2 separate regions of the Mus musculus genome follow, and region 2 is linked to region 1. A link is a contact called in public Hi-C data. All regions are on one chromosome and are shown on one strand. The core of a region is the stretch at or near the end of the contact, and the rest is flanking DNA. Distances in the headings are between cores, read along the strand shown.

Evidence for each region. Hi-C and Micro-C count contacts between places; a contact is called where the count stands out from the background.
Region 2: a Hi-C map of muscle stem cells shows a contact between it and region 1, with 2.6 times the contacts expected there. The contact joins two enhancer-like sites. A contact is called at or near these places in 1 of 15 datasets of contacts at CTCF or cohesin (large pre-B cells), 7 of 484 Hi-C or Micro-C datasets (3T3-L1-derived adipocytes, the C2C12 cell line, ECoMG-derived neutrophils and 4 more) and 1 of 9 other capture datasets (embryonic stem cells).

What each region holds. Positions count from the first base shown.
Region 1 is chr16:92,550,370-92,555,845 of GRCm38.p6, reverse strand. No RefSeq gene overlaps it. Among named protein-coding and RNA genes, the nearest start is that of Gm30224, 43 kb to the left of the region's middle. Within about 2 kb of position 2,860, at least 35 of the 459 cell types and tissues checked have an H3K27ac peak or open chromatin away from gene starts, as enhancers often do. A contact at or near this core is called in the C2C12 cell line and muscle stem cells, where this site is marked.
Region 2 is chr16:93,105,259-93,110,734 of GRCm38.p6, reverse strand. No RefSeq gene overlaps it. Among named protein-coding and RNA genes, the nearest start is that of Gm30474, 24 kb to the left of the region's middle. Within about 2 kb of position 3,199, at least 38 of the 459 cell types and tissues checked have an H3K27ac peak or open chromatin away from gene starts, as enhancers often do. A contact at or near this core is called in the C2C12 cell line and muscle stem cells, where this site is marked.

The DNA.
Region 1 (5,476 bases), core at 1,611-4,110:
TACAATCCAGAATTGGAAGGCTCACCTATGATCCTAATCTGGAGGCAGAGAGATACAAGTTTCTGACCTGGATCTTGGCATGGAGATCTTGAGGCATAGTGGCTATACATTCCAGAAGATTAAGACAGGGAGATCTCTGAGTTCAAGGTCATCTGGATTAAAGGCTTGGTGGCACACACCTTTAATCTGGGCCACACCAACTGCTGGAGACCTACATAAGGACATTGGAAGAAGGAGGAATCTCTCTTCTTTGCTGCTTGCCTTGTGGGACTGAGCAACTACTAGATCCTTGGACTTCCATTCACAGCTGCTGCTGACCATTGTTGGAGAGTTGAACTACAGATTTAAGTTCATTCCCTTACTAAATAGAGACTACCCAAAAGTTTTGTGACTCTAGAGAACTCTAATACAGCCCCCTGCTTGGGAGCAGGGACTGGCCTTGACCAGGTATGCACTTGTGATTCAACCTTCTGTTGCCCCTTGCTGTTTGCTGGACTCTCTTCCAAGTTTAGAATCAGCTCAAAGCTTCCTTTAAAAGGACAGCTTGGCCCTAGCAGGCTGCTGGAGTGACATGTCAGGCTGTCCCCAGAGCACAGTTGTTTCCCAATAGCCCAAGTCATGCCAAATTGCTTGAGGCTTGTACTGTAGTGCAACCTGAAAATATGTCCTCCCACCCCAATCAGGTAAAAGCTTTCAATGTATTGTAGTGCAGCCGGAAAATATGTCCCCTCCCCTAGAGATAAGCTTCAAAGTCAACAACTACATGGTAGATGGAGATAGACACCCATTCCTTTCTGTCTCTAAGGCCACTACTTTAGGGGCGACTGAATCTCCTAACTTCTCATAGGTCTCATACGAGAAGAGGCACCCACTGCTCTAGCCCATACTGCCTCCTGACTCTAGTACTTGCTATTCTTATTATACCACTGACTTGCTAACTGTGCTCTCCTACTGAGATTCTCAGCCCCGCCTCTGCCTCCTACATGGTCCTCAAACCTCCCTTCCTGTCCTTATCACTCAAAGAGCCAGTCATGTACTGACTTCCATGTCAGAGCAAGAGCTTCCCCTGCCCGTGTCACAGTGCCCTGGTATCTCCTGGAGGAAGGTTTAAACCCAGTGGATCCGTCCATTCCAAAATGTGCCCAACATGAGAAGGTAAGCTTGGGATGAGGGTGTGAAGTGGACATTTCCTTGGTAGTTGACATTTCCAACAGAGGCCACTGCTGGCCTCTCCAAGAAACACATTTTGAGAATATTCGCCACGACCCATGGTCATCAGCTATGACCAGATAAGAGACTAGGGATACGTAATCCAAGCCCTCAAAAGACCCTTGAGTCATCCTCGGTGATAAGATCTTAGGTGACTCAGAACGACGACCACTGTTCACATCATGGAGCTCAATTCTAGTTGTTGCTGGGCCCCAAGGAAGAACTGAGTACAAGGGAAAGAAACAGAGACCAGATAACACACCAATGCGGAAAGCTGACTTGAAGAAAGCCAGGCCAGTTTGCATGGGGAACTGGAGCCTAGCCTAAGCTGGGATGACATCCTGAGGTCCAGGCTCTGAGGGACACTAACTCCGTAAGAAGGAACTGTGTCACCCTCCATACATCCCAGTATTAGATCCATCTCAATGCCACGTGGTCCTTCCTGGCCTCCTGGATGCCTTCAGATACTTTCCCAGAAAGGAGTATCTACCGTGCTCATTAGCATCACCAAGCAGGAGGTGTCTCTTCCTAAAAGGATCTCCACCTGTGACAAGCACATGAGGACACATCAGTTCCCAGACATCTTCATGGGAGAAGATTTACTAAGCTAGTTCTCTTGTCTCAAAATAAAAAGCCAATAATGAAATGTCTACCTTCAGAGATGGTGATGGGAAACCATGTTCCATGTGGTAATCTTTAGGGGGTGATGATACAAAAGCAAGCCTGCCTGGCAGGGGAGGACAACGACCCTGATGTCATGGACAAGACTAGAATTATAGATAGCAGAGGCTGGGGGCACTGGAGAGAGAGGATGATAACCAGTCAGTTCTGCAAGTTAGAGCTGGGAAGGCAGAATACAAATACGTCCTGGTCCTTTGATACACAGCAAGGAGATCGGAAACAGCACCACATCAGACACACCTCACACCTGGAAGAAATGGTTTGGATTATTCTCATCAAAAAGAAGAGAAATACCCTAATTTGATTATTACTCAACATATAAAATGTATCAAGCCTATAAAGATAGGTCCAATTATGTATCTATTAAAAATAAAATTCTTAGAAGGTAGAACTTCAACACTTTGGGACTGACATTCAATGTGTTTCATAGAGGACCCATTTGTCACTGTTGAGTCAGAATTGTCAGGTTCTAACCCCTCGGCTGCCTTCCAGCTCTGCCAGCCCCTGAGACCAAGCCTTGGGACCTCTGGGGACACTGACAACCAAGAACTGAAAGCTCAGGTTCATAAGGAGCATCCCCAGGGATGGAGCACAGCACCTGACTGTGAGAGACCAGAGCTGAAAAGTACAGGCAGGGTAATTCAGTCTGCTGGGCACGTCTCTTCTCTTTCCTGGGTCTTGTAAACGTTTCTCAGCTGAAGCTATTCAGAAAATGAGTGACTAAGGAGACAACCATCAACACACTAGACATTTCCTCTGCCCTTCCTCTTCTGAGTCTCCCAGAATTCTGGCTGCTTCAGGGAGCTGAGTTTCTCTTCAGATCTGCAGTCACCTATAATGGTGGCTCACTATCTGGAAGATAAGAGAGAGAGCAGCTGAGGTTCAGACGGCAGAAATACGGCTTGTGCCTTGCTCGGCTCGTCTTGCTCGGCTCGTCTTGCTCGGCTCGTCACGCGTATTATCTGCTGGAGGAAGTGACTCAGACTGGATGTGAGTGCCCTGTGCTTCGTTATGGCTTCTGAAGTGATCTGGACTCAGACAAGACCCCTTCCCAGGCTCTTTTGAGGGACTTCTTTTGGGGAGGGATGAGAAGCACCCAGGACGGTTACTGTTAAAATTATTTGGGAGTTGTGTAGCCCTCCGCAATACTGCTCTGTTCAGAGTCAAAATGATTTCATTTCCATTTCTTCTCTCAAAGTCAAAATAACAGGTGAGGGACTTGGAGAGGAAAGGAGGCTAGTTCTCCATCCAACCAGCACTGACCCAACTCCCAGCCTACCAGGCCCTGGTCAGCATACGGTGGCCTATTTCCTTAACATTTCAACGGTTGCACAAATTCTTAACACCACCACCACCATCCATCCATCCACCCCACAAATTTTGTGTTCACTGTGTCCGATGCAAAAACTAAGCACAGTGTCTTGGGAGAAAGCCTGATAAACGCTTTTGCCCGTTTTTCATGTTTTCCTGTATTTTCATGAACATCTTTATCAGAGTTCCAAGAGCTGAGCGGGGTGTTGGGGGAAGAGGTGGGGGGGGGATCTTTTACAGATGAGCAAACTAAGATTCAACAAAATTAAATAACTCGCCGGAGGCTACACAGCTCTTTCCCCAGTCATCTTGAGTCACAATTAACTGTCTGGATCCCAGAAAGAAATTGCAGACCAACCACTCGACTACGGGAAATGAGCCGTCTAGAGGTGGCTGCCCTTAAAGGAATGTGGACGGCTGTCTGGGAGCTTCAGCACCCGTAGTGACCACACTCGGGTACCTCCAACCACTCACAGCTCTGGGAGTGTTTAAAAGGACGAAAGGCTTATTCCAAGTAAGCCTTTTATTATCTGAAAGTTCAGAGAGCACGCTAAATACTGCTGGCCAACTGTTTATGAGCACGAACCATCCAAGTTAATCCAAAATGTTCTGCATCTCTGCTTGGGTCAGTGCAAGACACTGCCAAAAGAGACTGGCATTGACCATTGAACCAGAGCCTGTCTCTAACAGAGTTTAAAACAGCCATTGTGCGCACATGCCCCTTCGGGGCCCTATAGATTGCTCTGTTTACTAAATTTCCATTGGCTTCTGGTTTGTATTTTTCTTTTTTGTGCTCAACAAAGGATATATTGTTCGTTACTCAGATCCCTTGATTAAAAAATCCAAGTGTTGAGTAATCGCACTGTTCCTGGCTGTGCTAACCCCTCCCCCTGTTCCCTGATTCTCATCTACTTCAACTTCCTTCTCCATCCATCTCATGGGGAGTGGATCTGAACCCACATCTGTTTGATGTTACTGATACCGCCATACACACATGTGCCCGTAAAAAAGAATCCCAGAAAGACTCGGGGAGGGATGGGGAGATGGGAAGAGAGGGCTGGGTTGCTGGGAACCATCATTCTCCTGATCTTGTCTGCAATGCATGGTTCCACAAAAATTAGCTTCAGGCGTTAACTATTAATGCTGCCCTGGGTTTTAGGTAAGAATTAAATGGCCTAGTCGTTGTTAGTTTGGAAGACAGCCAAGACTGGCCAGCTGCCATCGAGCACCCTGGGAAGACAAGCTTGTATCCCAGACAGTAAGGGCAACACTCGCTATAGTGGGGAGTCACTACTGGGACATGGAGCCCCTATCAGGCAGAAAGCACAGAGGTGCCACAGCAACCTCTGTGTTAGAGGTTTGGTGATGGCATCCTGGAGGTGGTCCTTGTACAAACACAGCTCAAATTTTACCCATGAGCATCCCTGTCATTCACACTATGAAAACTGAAATGGATCTTCAGACGTCTCTGAAGTGCCAGGAAGAATCTCTCAGAAAAGCGATCGCTGCTACCAAGCCAACAGGTGATGTAATCAGCCCAACCAGACAGGGCAACCCCGAGATGTCTCTGAAAGATGAGACACTTTTCTTTATCAAGATGTCCTGGGGGTAAATTTAAACACCTCCCCCATCTCAGCCATTTCAGATCAAGTCACTATTGTTTTCTAGAAAGTTCTTAGGAAACCAAATTAACGCCTAAACACACAGGGAACATTTTCTTGGGTCTGGCTTTCAGGACAAGTTGGGAGTATGTGTGTCTCTATAGCAAACACAATAACAGGGTACCCCAGGGTCCCCAGAAAAGGTGCTTCCTGATAAGGGTCATCATCGTGTCAGCTGTTAAGACGCTGGCTGAGACCATGCGTTCATTTCTCACCAAGGAGACCGCTGTGTTGCCCAACAGGACCGACGGAAACCGTGCCTGAGAACAAAACCAACTTGGCTGAGTTTTGTTACAAAACCAAAATTTAATTGTTCTCCCAGGACATAAAATCCCAAGAATCAGGAGAGTAGGCAATACTGCTTAAAATATTATTTTTATTACACAAATGATGGTATCTCTCACTGGAATGTGATTCCTAGGGAAACCAAGCTAAGCAGGCTATAAGGTGGTCACCTTCCGGCCTTTCCCAGTGAGAAATGTTCATCATGTCCTTGGAAGGGGATTTTTTTTTCCAAAAGTTGGGAAGTGGTGATGTAGCTACTCAAGCTGTGTAGACAAGTGTGTGTCATACAGAACCAGACAGAGTGCTGTTTAAACAAATCTCAGAGATGA
Region 2 (5,476 bases), core at 1,950-4,449, 550 kb before region 1:
GAACCAGAAAGATGTCACACCTGGTCTACCCCACCCCTTCCTCTGGTGAACTGGAGAGATGCCATGCAGGCCTGCCCTTTGTTCCCTGTGACTGGTGACACCAAAGTCTCCTGATTCTAAGAAGGACCCATCGTATCCCTTCCGTTTAAAGTGTCCTGTATGTATTCCAGCTTCTGCAGAGGCCTCCTGTGGATGCAAAGCACACATCAACTTGGCAAAGCCTCATCTTGACACGAAAGAAACAAAACCCTGCCAAAAACCAAGGGGCAGCAACAGCAAAGAGACACTCAGGACTTGTTTGTATGTTTAATTTACAATTTCAATGCTATGACAAAAATAAAGTAGGAAAGATGTGGCTTTGCTCATGCTTTCAGAGATTTCAGACTGTGGTCCTTGGCCCAGTGCGCTCTGGGTCTGTGCAGAAGGAGGAACTTCATAGAGGTGGGAGCTAATGATAGGGACATAGCCATGTCATAGCCGATAAAGGAGAGACAGTTATAGATAGATAAACACACACACACACACATATGCACACACAGGTAGACACAGATACATAGGCACACACACACACAGACACAGGGTCACAGACAGAGATAGAGATGGACACAGACAGATAAAGACTCACACAGCGTCAGACAGAGGCACACACACACACACAGAGATAGAGACAGAGATAGACAGAGACAGAGACACAGACAGACAGACATAGACATAGACAGACAGACAGACAGGCAGGCAGACAGAGACATGTTTTCTGTGACATACTTCCTCCAGCTACCCCTCCCCAACATCTAAAGTTTCCAGAACCTCCTAAAATAGCACCAGCAGTTGAGAATCGCGTCTTCAATACGTGAGCCAACCATACAGCGTTGCATGTCTCCTGCTAAAAATAACAAAAGTACGAGTCACCGAGAGGGAGGTAGAGTTGACTCACACTGATTGAGCCACTGGCGTTCATGGCAGTATTGACATTGCTTGTTGGACAGCGGGGAACTGTTAAGAGCCTGTTTTCACTTTCCCAAATTTCCATAAAACGTTTACAAAACACACTTGCTTTTAGTATGATTGTATGGGGAAAGCCATTGGCTCTCCACGCCCTTGGTGTGTGAGGTACGTGTCATAACAAAACAAGAGAGAGGGTGGGTAGGTGGGTAGCCCAGTAGCTACCTCTACAGTGCGTGGCTAGCATGTACAGGACGTTGGTTCAAACCTCAGCAGCAGAGCGGTGGCACATACTGCAATCCCAACAGCCTACCCATAGGTAAAGGCTGGGGGCCCAAGAGCTCGAGATCAGCCTTGGGTATATACAGTAAGCCTGAGGTCGGCTTGGGCTACACTAGACACTGCACGAATCTTCTTAAAAATGTTTACATGGAGTAAACTTGCAGGTAGAACTATTGATGTTCCTCACAAGTTTTTCAAACTTTTTGAATAGTTCCCCCCCCCTTTTTTTAAAGATTGACTTTATTTTGATATTTTATAGAATCTGTTCTGGCAAGAGCCTAGTCACTATTTTAATGGTTGAGAGTGACATGTTAAATAATTAAGCCCTATCTCTTTATGTAGCTAAGACCGCAGAATAGCATCTGTGACATCCTAAGGAAAGCACCAAGCATTGTAATGCCTCAGAACTGGAGAAGTTGGGGCTTGGCCACAACCCCAAAAGATCCAATTTCTGCTTTCAAATATCCTCCATCCTACTGAAGGTCCCTGAGATTAGTGAGCGGCACAAGCACCATGAACTTGAGAATCGACTCTCTGAGAACGTAGCATGTTCTGCGGTGCCCTGTGATGTCAGGGATGCCCCCTCGGATGCTTTCACTTCAATTCACCTCCTCGCTTGTCAACAAGAAGGTTGTGGTCACTTCTCAGGTACATCCACCTCGTTTTGTGAGATAGAATCTCACCCTAACTGGTCATCAAACCCCAGGGACCCAACTGTCACCGCCTCCCCAGAGCTGGCATTACAAGCATGCACCACCACACACACCTTTTTAAGCGTGGGTCCTTGAACTTGGGTCCTCACGCTGTCAAGGCGGACACTTGACTTCCTGCACTGTCTCCCAGGCTTGGTGCCAGTCCTCATTGAGGAATAAGCCAGACATCCAGCAGTTGTATTTGATCTAAAGCTACCCCATCTTGTCCCTGTCACCTAGGTGTGCACAACACGAGCTTTCTGTACTCTTTATCCTAGAAGACAGAAGCCATCTCTGCACACCAAGGACCATAAGACAATATGGATTTCATGACTCCCTCAAACGTTCGTTAAGGCTGGCCTGTCAGGGTTGGGAGTACACATATAACTTAATATACATCTTTTTAGGTCCATAACAAAAAGTGTTGTATGCTTGCAACCAGAACAGCGCCATATCCTAATTATTATTTATTATTGTCATCAAAGCCACAGCTACTGGTCTTGATAGTGAGAGCTAACATGAAATAGATATTGACAAACTATTCACCGATTTAATCATCTCTCCAGCCACTTGTGTTTGCAAATGAATCTCCTGTCAACATCAAATCCTCATCAGCATTCCACACTCAGTGTGTGAGGATCATGTAAAATTGATGAGCTCAGATTTCTATTAAATGCACTACCTATTTCTGGGGTTACTTATATGGGCTTTCTGGAAGCTTGGAATCCTGGTGTCTTATAAACAAGACAGGCTCTGGCCTTTTACTTTAAAAGGGTCTTTAGAAAGCTTTTAGGACTATGCTGAGATGGAGTGCTCGTTAGAAAGATTGGAAAGAATGGAAAATTCCATGTGTGTGAGATTCCTGGGTAATATGTACAAATTAAGACTGTAAAGAAATTGATGGGAGCAATGTACATTTAATTTCAATATTTTGTGTGAATGTGTGTGTATGCACCATGTGTGTACATTGTCTGGGGAGACCAGAAGAGGGGGCTCAGCTCCCCTGAAATGAAAACGAAGTTCTAGATGGTGGGTGCTGGGAATTGAACTGGAGTTCTCTGGAAGAACTGCTAATGCTTTAAACCATTGAGTCATGTCTCCAGTCCTTTATATTTACTTTTAATTTATGTGTCTGTGTGTGCTGCATGTGTGTGCAGGTGCCCTTGTGGCCAGAAGAGGGCGTCAGATGCCAGTGGAGTTATGGGCAGTTATAAACCGACCAATGCAAGTATTGGGAGGCGACTCACATCCTTTGAAAGAACAACAGTTGCTCTAAAGCTCCGAGTCATCCCTCCAGTCCTAACAGGACATTGTTACTCATGTATTTATTTGCCTAGAAGTTCTATGTTGGCCTTAACCATAACGGGACCTAACTCTTGGCACCAAACACTATGCGAATGTTGAGGTATTATTTCCAAGCCCTGGGAACAGCTGCTGTTTATTGTGTTACAGTCGCCACCTCCTGAAGAATGTGATTCTGTTTCAAAGATATCCAAGCACTGACCAGGCAGCCTCAACCCAGATGAGCTGTGGCAACCAACGTGGCACGCTGTTATCCTGCTGTTATGAGGTGCACTCCATCAAGTGGTTCCAGATCCTTCTCCCCTGTGCCTGCAAGGGGAGGCTCTGTTGACTTTGGGGGGGCTGTAAATCCGAGTGGCACTTTTATGATTGAGGGGTAGACAGTGGTAGAGGATTTGTGTGACGCTCTATGAAAATTAGCAAATGCTGCAAACTCTGAGTCAGGAAGATTCATGGGAGGCAAGCCTGGGTTGCAAAAGGCATGGAGGCTTCCTGGAATCCGTGAGCTTCTGAGGATTACAAGAACGATCCCGAGGAGCTTGCCAAGGCCGCTCCTGTGGGATTAAGTGCACGGCCAGCTCTCAGACTATTCCTTGTATTGCATGGCTTGGGAATGCAGGGGCAGGGAGACCGCTAAATACCCTTGGCACTTTGAACTCTTTCAGCTTAGCACCCCTTGACATCATCAAAAATTTTTTTCTTTCTGTTTAGGGGAAGAAAGAGAGAGAGAGAGAGAGAGAGAGAGAGAGAGAGAGAGAGAGAGAGAGAGAGAGAGAGAGAGAAAGGAAGGCAGACCTAATTTGAGAAGCCCCATCCTCACCACAACCCTCTTTAGAACAAATGAACATTTTTCTCATGAGAAAGGTGGTTGACCTTCAATGAAGGACCTTTTGCTCCTGAAAAAAATTAGGAAATAATGTAATAGCTTATGTGTAGGTTGAGGCACTGATCTTATCCACACATTTTTTTTTTTACTGTTCTCAAAGGCTAGAGAAAATGGGATATCTGAATTTTTTAAGATTTGAAATATATAATTCGACCTAAAATAATCTCACTTTTAAGGACTTGGTCTGAGGAAATAAATAATTATAACTGACAAGAGTGAAAGTCATTTCAGAACTGCTCATAAGATCAAAAATGGTCTACTTTTATGTCAAAATGTTATAGATGACGTAAACAGTGTCATCTATAATGTGTTTCTAGAAGTACTCTGAGCTAGAGAGCTGGCTCTGTAGCTAAGAGCCCTTGCTGCTCTTACTGAGGACCCAGGTTTGGTTCTCAGCACCTATTTTAGGTGGTGCACAGCCACCTGTAACTCCAGTTCCAGCGATCAAACAGCATCTTCTGGTGTTCCTGAGTACTGCAAACATATGTGTGCACATGGGATTTGTTCACACAGACACGGGTGCACACATGTGCATGCACACGTGTAAATAAAAACAATGGAAATAACCACTTCAAAAATGCATAGCAGGCTAATGCCTTTCTCAGAAGATTTTCCATTATGGCGGAGAACTTGGAGAGATGGACAGACAGACTGATTTCTAGCAGAGGTTGTTCATGGTGCCATAGAGTCATCTCTCAGAGAAGATTTGTTCTGATGATGCTGGCTACAGAGGGAGACCTCAGGTTAGCTTCTCACATGAAGACAGTGCAACTTCCAGAGGCAATGTTCATTCTTCCAAGGGACCCAGCAAGTCTCAAGTTTTGATTCTTGCAAAACTTCCCTAAGAGTGTACAGAACTCCCCCCTTCGGAAATTTATAAAGTCATATCCCTGTGGGGCTGCATCACCTTGGTCAAGGAGGACAAGACACTCTTGCCAGCTCTCCATGAGTGGTGAGTCTGTGGCCACATGAGTGCTCTCAGGCAAGGATTTTCTGAAAGAGCTGTAGGGGCTGCTGTAACAATAATAACACAGAATTCACTGTGTGTGAAGTGTTGGGATGCAGGTGGGGGAAGCTCCAAGAAGGGAGTCAGTGAACCAGTGTGAGTGTGGTCAGGCCAGATCACCCCACCACAAACCTTGTAAGTTTGGAGGAACACACAGGGAATGATGGGACTACCCACAAAGGTAGAGCAACCACCCTGGCCCCCACGGCCTAGGATAGAAATACATGGTTTCGGGAGCCCAAGATGCTATCCATAAATATGTTCCTGCTGAGGGCCATGGCAGGGAGGGAGTCTGTTCTACAACTTTCTCCCAAGCTCTGCTTGTTTTATTGGTCATCTTTGGGCTTCTTTGGCTTATACATACAA